Regions from separate parts of the Hordeum vulgare genome. Here region 1 is linked to region 2. Evidence: chromatin contacts called from public Hi-C data. All regions are on one chromosome and are shown on one strand. The core of a region is the stretch at or near the end of the contact, and the rest is flanking DNA. Distances in the headings are between cores, read along the strand shown.

Region 1 (5,183 bases), core at 1,323-3,822, 320 kb after region 2:
GAACAACCTTGGGTGACCAATACAATGACTCGATTATGCTTATATCGACACCAAACGTTAAGTGTGTAGACCCTAGGGGTTCGAGAACTATGTACACATGACCGAGACACTCTCCTGTCAATAGCCAACAGTGGGACCTGGATGCCCATATTGGTTCCAACATATTCTACGAATATCTTTATCGGTCGAACCTCGATATCAAGGATTCAATCAATCCCGTATACAATTCCCTTTGTCCATCAGTATGTTACTTGCCCGAGATTCAATCATTGGTATCTCTATACCTAGTTCAATCTCATTATCGTCAAGTCTCTTTACTCGTTCCGTAATACAAGATCTCATGGCTAACTACTTAGCCACATTGCTTGCAAGCTCATTGTGATGTTGTATTACCAAGTGGGTGCTGAGATACCTCTCCGTCACACGGAGTAACAAATCCCAGTCTTGATCCATGCCAACTCAACAAACACCCTCAGAGATACCTGTAGAGCACCTTTATAGTCACCCAGTTACGTTGCGACGTTTGACACACACAAGGTACTCCTTCGGTGTGAGTGAGTCGCATGATCTCATGGTCATAGGAACAGATACTTGACATGTAGAAAACAGTAGCATTAAACTCACACGATCATGTGCTACGTTCATAGTTTGGGTCTTGTCCATCACATCATTCTCCTAATGATGTGATCCCGTTATCAAATGACAACACATGTCTATGGCCAGGAAACTTTGACCATCTTTGGTTAACGAGTTAGTCCTTTAGAGGCTCACTAGAGACAGTGTGTTGTCTATGTATCCACACATATATTTGAGTTTCCAACCAATACAATTCTAGCATGCATAATAAATGATTATCATTATCATGAACAAGGAAATATAATAATAACCACTTTATTATTGCCTCCAGGGCATATTTCCAATAGGAAGGGGTCCCGACGGCGGGCTAGGGTTTGAGACGCCCGAGTCGCCCCTGCGGGAGCGACGCGGGGGGCAAACGAGGGGGATTCCTCAAGGAATAGATCACGATACCTCTCGACTATGGGGCACTGGCCCTCGCATGTGCACTTAGCGATTGTTAGCTACTAACTGATTTGGAGGTATTAGCAAAACCAAGGAAGGAGCAACTAGCTCGAAGCACAAGGACGTCATCATGGGTGCAGCCTCCAACGAATCATACAGAGTTTAATAAGGATGCGGTGGTGATGAGGAACGGGAGTTATGGGTCGGTTGCAGTGGTGAGCCATGATATGGAGGGTACGTTCCTGGGAGCTTCTTGTATTACAGTGAGACATATCTCAGACCCGGAGAAACTTGAAGCATTGGCGGTCCATGAAGCTTTAGCTCTAGCAGATGATCTCTATGTTCAAAACATACATGTGGCTACGGACTATAAGGTAGTGGTGGACGGATTAAAGCAAGGTTCTTTTGCTGAATATGGAGCGATAACACATGAAATCATTCGATATTCGGCTTTGTTCTCATCTTGTATATATAGTCCACGAGTATAGGAGCTCGAATATCGAGGCTCACAATCTCGCTAGGCATACTTTGTCTTTAGGGTTTGGCTGCCATGTTTGACTTGGACATCGTGATGATCTTATATTTGTACGAGAGAACATTTCGATTACTTAAATAAAGCTTGTTGAGTTGTCTTAAAAAAAGCTAATCTCTACTAGAGCTAAAGTTTAAGAATGAACTACAAAGCGAGATGTGAACACATTTTGAATTTTTTTTACATTTCTTTGAAACTATACACATTTTTTCAAAGGTTATTAACGTTTGAAAATACGAACATTTCCAGAACAGGGCAAACAATTTTTGATATTTTATGCATTTTGAACAAGCAAACATTTTTGGAATTGCGAACGTTTATTTTATGTTCTATCCTTTTTGTACCAATGCAAGTAATTTTTGAAAGATATGACATATTTGAAAGACAATAGTAATTTCTCAAAAAGTGATTATTTTATAAAACTATTATCATAAATTCTGAACAATTTTTAAAATTGGATAATTTGGAAACAATTAATTAATCTAGAAATCCCCAAAGAATTTTGTCGAAGCTCTGAACATTTTTCGAAATTCTTGAATATTTTTTGAATTTATGAATAAAATTTGGAAAACATGAACATTTTATTGAATTTCAAAGTTTATAAAACCTAGAAATTTTTGGTAAATTACGAATTTATTTTGATTTTCTGAGAAAATTTGATGAAAGGAAACATTTTTTAAATTGAAATATTTTTTAAAATGCAAAACAAAAATTGAAAAAATCTGAACATGTTTTAATACATAAATCGTTTGGCTAAATATATGAAAGGTCTTTGTATTTCCTGTTTCAAACTTTTTATAAAGAATATAAAAAGGAAAAGAAAATAAAATTAAAAAGAATAATACAAAAGAAACAAAAGGTGGAAAGATATAATGGCAAAGGATCCTGTTGTACATTGGTGCTGCCAAAAATGTGCCAACCCATGTGGTTTAGCGATAGTTTGCTGCAATACGCGTCATATAGGAAGGAGGTGTCGATACAGCGCTCAGGTCGCACGCGAGCACGACCTGACGGGCGGAAGATCCGATTTAACGCCCGCAGGCGTCAAAAGGATGGGGCTTTGCTGAAGCCTGGCCACCCGACGCCCCAGTTTGGTCCGACCATGGTCGTTCTACCTTTTTTTCTTCCTGTTTTTTTCTCATTACTTTTTATATTTTTATGTTTATGTTTATGTTTATTTTATTTAATATCATTTTAGTTTTTATATTTATTTCGTATTACACACAATTCATTGCATGTTTATCTACACAATTGTTCATCGTATTTTAAGAAAAACATTGTCATATTAAGAAAATGATCAATATATTGTCGGAAAGGTTCATTTTGTCTTTTTGAATTGTTCAACATATATTGAAAAATATGTTCGATGTGTACTTATATATTGTTCAGCATATATCACTAAAAAATTCCAATGTGTATTTAAATGTTTATTCAACGTATACCATAAAATACAAAAAAAATCCATATAAATATTGGTCAGCATACGCTCGACGATCGTATGGGATGGTCCATTTTACTTTCTTTCCTTTTCCTTTCGTTTTCTTTTTTACTTTTTTTTAAACTTTAGCCTCTTTTTTATTATTTTCTTTTTATCATTTTTTGCGAATTTTCTTTCAAATTCATGAACATTTTTTTTCATCGAATTTGAAAACTACTCATCAATGTATAAAATGTTTAAAAATTAAAAAAAATCATTGGATACATTTTTTTCATGAGATTTGAATTTTTGTCATCAGAATTCAAATTTTGTTCATAAAATTTGGAAAAAAAAGTCATCAAATTCGAAAGTTGTTCCTGATTTCAAAAAATATTCATGAAATTGCAAACGTGTTAATGGAATTCTAAATTTGTTCATCCTTTTTTCGAAATCCTTTTTTCGAAATAAAAATTTCTCTTCAATACAATTTTTGTTCCTCAAGTTAGAAAAATTCTTCAAATTCAAATTTTGTTCATCAAATACAAATTAGATATTCCTAATTTTTGTAAAATTCTCTTTAAAATTGTCCGCCTATTTTTATGAAAATTATGATCATTTTTCTAAACCGTGAACATATTTCGAGTTCTTGAACATGTTTTGAAACTGCATGCATTTGGAACACATGAACAAGTTTTTTGCATAGGCGAACATTTTTAGAATTCAGGAACAACGTCTGAACACACGAAAAATTATTTTTAAAATCACGTCCATTTTTTTAATTGATGAACATTTTTTAAAATTCATGAGTATATTTTCAATTTATGAACATTTTTTAAACCACAAACATTATATGATTTGCTGGAACATTTTTTTTTAATTTGAAAGTTTTTTCAAATTCAGAATGACTTTAAAGAAGAAGAAAATAAAAAACAAAACATAACGAAACAAGAAAAACTAGGGCATTAACCCTTGCTCATAGGCCAGCCTGATAGGGGCGCGCAGGTGTCATGCATGGAATAGGGTGTCCCATGTAGGATATGCTAAATAGGGAGCTGCCTTGCGACGATTAGGCCGGCCGCAATTGTAAGTACTGATTGCAAGTTTACAACCAACCATGACAACTTTCCATTATCAACAACTGGGCCCATACAACAAGATTATGTACCGGACACATCATGTGTACACAAAAATAGGCTCATAGCAGTATTAGTATATGTTACGCATTTTGAGAAATGTGTGACATGTAACAAGCTTCGTGACATCACACACTCTACCCCTCCTCATCGAGAGAGTGAGCCAACACATCTTAAGGACGAAGTCATTACAAGTGTCTCGTAGCCGACAAAAACATTATGTTTTACTGAACAAACATTGTTGGACCTTTGATAGAAAAATCAGAACAGTGTGAATATCAATGTTAAGTCTAGAAGACTCACTTGAACTGCGGTAGGCTCGTTCCATCACATGAAAGATACAGTCAATTCACAACGTGCACTTTAATCTTCTCTAGTTCTCTTTGTGGATTTATCAATTTTTACAAGTGCCACAAATCGTGTAATAGATTGCATCATGTGCCGTGACATTACATGTAAGACCCAAAAGCCATCTAAACCCCGCACAATGGACGGCTTATCATCACATCGTTCCAACCGCTACGTATCTCTGCCAGCTTCTTTCTGATTGGAGCATCAAAAATGTCTTTTCTCGTCAAGATCACGTGACTATTTGGCATGTCTCGCATCTACGTGTTCTATCAAACAAACAAAACAAGTCACATCATCACCAAATCGGCTCTCGCCTTATGCCTCAGGTAGGCCCGGGAAACTACATCTTCAATCTGTCGTGGAGAAACCGTGGAGTATGTCGGTGCCAACACACAGGGCCCTCCAAACAGTAGCCGATCGATCGTCGTGACATGAGCACACCAAAATTAAGTGAAAACAAGAAGTGGTGTACGTGTTTACTTAGGCAGGATACTTCAGCGGGAACTGTCGAATACATATGAAGCGTGAAATGTTTGTGAGGGTATTGATTTATAGATATATTTTTACCGCGGACCAGTGGAAAAAACCCTGAGTAATTCGATATACATGGCTGAGATTGGTTTTTGTGTGACTAAGGACATGATGTGTACATGTATAGTAGAACCATTCATAGTGAAGTTGCCATTAACTCTTGTCATCATTTTGTGCCTGAGCGTGCTGCTTCATGGGG
Region 2 (4,922 bases), core at 1,908-4,407:
AAAGAATTCACCTTGCAAACCAATAAGAACAATAGTCCAAACGGCGGGGTTATGACCAAGAATATGCATTTTCATCGTATGCTTCCAACTAGCAAAGTTTGTACCGTCAAAGTATGGACCTCTACAGTGGTAATTTCCCTCACTAGACGCTATACTGTCCTAGGTTGTGAAACCAATGCAATGGAGACCAATGCTACGATACTACTTGTAGGATCCGAAGTATGTCTAGAGGGGGGTGATTAAACTATTTGACCAAATAAAAAGTTAGCCTTTTCCCAATTTTAGTTGTGGGCAAGTTTTAGCGATTGTTGTAAGTCAAGCACACCCTACACATGCAAATCTAAGAGTATAGCAGCGGAAAGTAAAGACATGCACATGTAAATAGAGGGTAGGGATAGGAGGATCAAATGCAAAGATTGACACGACGATTTTTGGCGTGGTTTCAATAGATGGTGCTATCGTACGTTCACGTTGATGGATACTTGAACCCACGGAGGGTAACGGCCGCGAGAGTCCACGGAGGGCTCAACCATGAAGGTCCACGGAGAAGCAACCTTGTCTATTCCATCATGGCTTACGTCCACGAAGTACTAGCCTCACTCGGGGTAGATCTTCAAGAAGTAGGCGATCTCATTGCCCTTATAAATTTCTAGGTTCAAATACACAACATGAAGTAGGAGGCTCCAAAGCGACACCTAACCAATCTAGGAGGTACCACCCTCCAATAGGTAATAGATGCGGTAGTACACTGAACCCCTTGCTCTTGTAGTTCAAAAGATAGTCTCCTCAACACTCAATCACTCTCTCACAGATTAGGCTTAGGTAGAAGAGATTGATTGGGTGGAAAGGAACTTGGGGAGGCTATAAATCAAGATTCAAATGGTAGGATTGAAATATCTTGATCTCAACCCATGAGTAGGTGGCTATCTCTCACAAAAATGGATATAGTAATTGTATGTGTGTTCTGAGTGCTTCCTCTACGAATGAGAGGTGGTGGATGAGTATATATAGGCATCTCCAAAAATCCAACCGTTACAACATTATTGCCCAATTCGGTGAAACTGAAGAGAAACTCGGTGACACCAACTAGTGCAAAATGTGGCAATTTTTGTCTTTTCGCTAAGAACGATATGGAAATCTTGGTGGCACTAATATGGGAGACCTAGGGAAGTTTTCAAATCTGAGTGAGACCGATTTCCAAAACTTGAAAATTTCGATTCTTGGAAATGGCTAACCAAAATGTTGGTCACTAATTTCGGTGGCACCGAATGGAATGTTGGTGGCACCGAGATGCTAGGGTTTCGGCATAGGTTCTGTCTCAGATGAAAATCGGTATGGCCGAATGGATCAAGTTGGTGGCACCGATTTTTTCTGTATAGGCTTTGCACAGAGAATTTTGTGGGAGAATTTCATGAGTATTTTTGGTGGCTATCTCTAAGCACTGGAGCAACCTGATTAACATAGTCACCTCATCCCGTTTTAATAGTATTGGTTTTCCTATGGACTCAAATATAATTTCTCACAAAATATAAAGTGTAGAGTCTTCAAGCTTGTTACTTAGATGATCCTTGCATCGAGGGGTTCTCCTCACAATACTTAGCCAATGCATCTTTGAAATTTTTTGAAATATACTAGATGAAATCATTAGTTTAATGATACATATGTTATTATTAATTATCAAAATCACCTTACGGATAAGTTGTGCTTTCAGAAGCGATGCTGATGGTTTCAGGTGAGAAGTGTGTATGGGTGGTGGAAGGGATTTGATCGGGCTAGGGGGTGTGGCAGCGGTCCGAACACCCTTAAGCGAGATATACTAGACCTACGTAAGTATTACAACTACGTAATTTAGGTCTCTCCTGCCACCAACATATCGATTGATGTGACTCTACGTATGCCTCCCACACAAACCATTGAGTTGTATAAACATTTTATTCATGAGTTGATTCTGAATTTTTGTCACTCGTTAATTACGTTAACAAATTTTAGTCACAGTACAATGTGGAGTGAAAACCAGGACAGAGATAGTACGAGATAGGAAAGTACACTATGTAGGCCATAATTACTTGGAAAGGGAAAACTATATATACACAAAAATAATTAAAGTTGGATTTCTCAAAAAATAAAATTGAAGGTTGATGCAGCCCACCTTTCTCATAAAATTCTTCCAAGCTAAGCAACATCAAAACATCTGGCATTTCTTGTAACACTTTTTGTCATACATAATACACCCATAATGAGACCACATGTCAAGTTGCACAATATTTTAACGTATTCATGTTGCGTTATATCTTTTTGACGAAGAATTTAAGAAAGGTGTCGATGTGTATGTGCATGGAAATTAAGTTTGACCCTCCTTTAATATCTTCATTCACCCCGAAATTTCCGTCCCCTCCACCCTTTCGTTCCTTATTTTTTGTTTCCTCCAAATATTTTAAGTGTCACGCTCATTCCCCCCAACCCATAGTATAAAGCTTCTTCCCCATTCATCAAATGAGCCCACAACCTCATTCGGACTGTCTCCCCCCCCCCCCCCTCGCCCTTATATGTCTCTTCTTTCCGAGATCTAGTCCACTTGTGGTGGCGAAATGGATCACTCCCCGGCGTCGGCATAGCCAGCATACTTCAAAGCGGCAAACGATGTAAATTTCCCGAGTCAACCCCAAAACCTAATCCTCAATATTCAGGAAATATTTTGATTTTGTCAATCTTTTTGAAGCCAAAAATATTTTCTTATTCACAACAATTTTCGAGCTTATGAACATTTCCTTAAATATTTGAACTTTTTTTCTGAAATTCATGAACATTTTTAATTTCTACGAACCAAATTTTACGCTGCAAACATTTCTCAAGGTCACGAACTTTTTAAAAATTCAAGGAATTTTTTTGAGTTCATGAACATTGTTTTTAGAATTTATGAACTTTTTAATAAAATTCATGGACTTTTTGAGGCCGTGTATATTTTACAAATTTATGAAGTTTTTTCAAAGTTGCAACATTTTTGAAAAATCTTTTAAAAATTTTGGAATTTTTTTCTAAAATTGAACGGTCCACTCGACTAGTCGAACCAAGCGAGCGAGTTGGGGGTGAGTGCGTGAGGAAGAGCTGGTCCAGCCCATAACACGTGCGTGTGAGCATCGGTTGAATTTGTTGGCGCAAGCAACGTTTGTATAAGGCCTGTCGTGCGGGAAAGTCACCAAACCGTGAGAGTTATATCTCGCTTAGTATAAGACTAGCTTCTGTCTCGCCGAAGCTGGAGGACCCGTTCATAGCTTTCGACTGACCAATCCTTACACGAGTTCACTCACACGTTGGTGGCGTATGTCACGTTTATTTCTGTTCTTTTCTTTTTCGTTTTCTCTCTTTTTTTAGTTTAACTTTCTTTCTAAACATGTGTCTCGTCGATTTACTGGAGTTTTTCACCGGTTTACTTCATTTTATTTCTGGTTTTTGTTGTTTTCTTCTTTTTTTCCTTTGCTTTTCCTTTGTTTTCTTTTGTTTCTTTCTCCAATATATTGAAGTTTTTATTTTTTTTTTCTAATTTCTGATTATTTACGTCTTTGTTTGCTTCTTTATTGGTTTTCATCAGTTTCTCTTTCTTTCTTTTTCGGTTTTCACTTTTTCACTGGTTTTCATAAATTTCGCTATCTTTTTTTGATTCCTTATTCTTAAAATTATATTGGCCTGTTTGGTTACCTTTTCGCTCAACACATGTAAAGTTATTAAATATTATATATTTTTCGTATACATCAGAAACATTTTTTAGGCACATGTAAGAAAAAATACATGACTGACATTTATAGAAAACTATTTTTTATGTCTAATATTTTCCAGACTCACACATATTTATATACATGTCTAACATTTTTGAAGTACAGGATTACCATTTTTTAATACAAGTTCAATACTTCTCAATACACATTGTATATATATTCACAAACATTGTATATTTTTCGTGTACGTCAGTAACAAGTTTTTCTATGCATTTACCATTTTTATTGTCTATTATTTCAAACAAATTGCCCATTTATTGGTATATATCGAATACAATTTCTTAATATACGTTCAACCTTTTCAAATACAAAAATATTTTTTTAATACTTGATCAATTTGTTTCCATAAATAGTTTATCATTTTTGAGATATTTCATAATTTAAATTTCAGTAAAATGATTAAAAATAACTAATACGTTGTCCATATTTATGACATATATATTTAACATTTTCTTAACATTATTTGAATGCAAGATAAAAATTATTAGAATACATGGTCAACATTTTTTCTATAAACACTAAACATTTTCAAAAGTTTGAATATTTTTTTCATGATTAATATTTTGTTTCAAGACATGGTCAATATTTTCTTAATACATTTCCATCATTTTTGGAATATACGGTCAACAATTTTCTACATATATTTAACCTTTTTAATGCTTGATTAACATTTTTCAAATACAAACTTAACACTTTTTATATATGATCAACTTTTGTGTCTACATTTTTTGCATACATGAGAAACATTTTCTATATATGCATTTAACAAATTTTATTGGTTGGTTAACCTTTTTAAAAATGTTGTTATGTAAATACTTTTTTGTAATATATTTATTTAGAGTTTTTAGAAGTATAAATATTTTTCAATAGACGCACCAATATTTTTGTAAGACTACACTATTTATTTTAACACAGGTTTTTTCTGTTGAAGTATGCGTGTTTATTTCAAAATATAACAAAACTTAAAGAAGAAGAAGAAAAAGGAAAGAAAACGGAAAACCATAAAATCGAGTGAATGAGTGAAAAATGATCAACCAAACAACACGATTGGGCTGGCCCATTACTTCGCTTGTCTCGTTGGAAGCGAGACATAGTCACATCCTCATACTAGTAAAAATGCACGTGCAATGCACGTATCCATATGCTTGT

The links. Hi-C and Micro-C count contacts between places; a contact is called where the count stands out from the background.
Region 1: a contact with region 2 is called in a Hi-C map of seedling, with 3 times the contacts expected there. The contact joins two enhancer-like sites. A contact is called at or near these places in 2 of 6 Hi-C or Micro-C datasets (leaf and seedling).

Annotation. Positions count from the first base shown.
Region 1 is chr6H:378,579,774-378,584,956 of MorexV3_pseudomolecules_assembly, forward strand. No RefSeq gene overlaps it. Among protein-coding and RNA genes, the nearest start is that of LOC123406039, 230 kb to the right of the region's middle. Within about 2 kb of position 2,573, at least 3 of the 3 cell types and tissues checked have open chromatin away from gene starts, as enhancers often do. A contact at or near this core is called in leaf and seedling, where this site is marked.
Region 2 is chr6H:378,261,359-378,266,280 of MorexV3_pseudomolecules_assembly, forward strand. No RefSeq gene overlaps it. Among protein-coding and RNA genes, the nearest start is that of LOC123403201, 46 kb to the right of the region's middle. Within about 2 kb of position 3,158, at least 3 of the 3 cell types and tissues checked have open chromatin away from gene starts, as enhancers often do. A contact at or near this core is called in leaf and seedling, where this site is marked.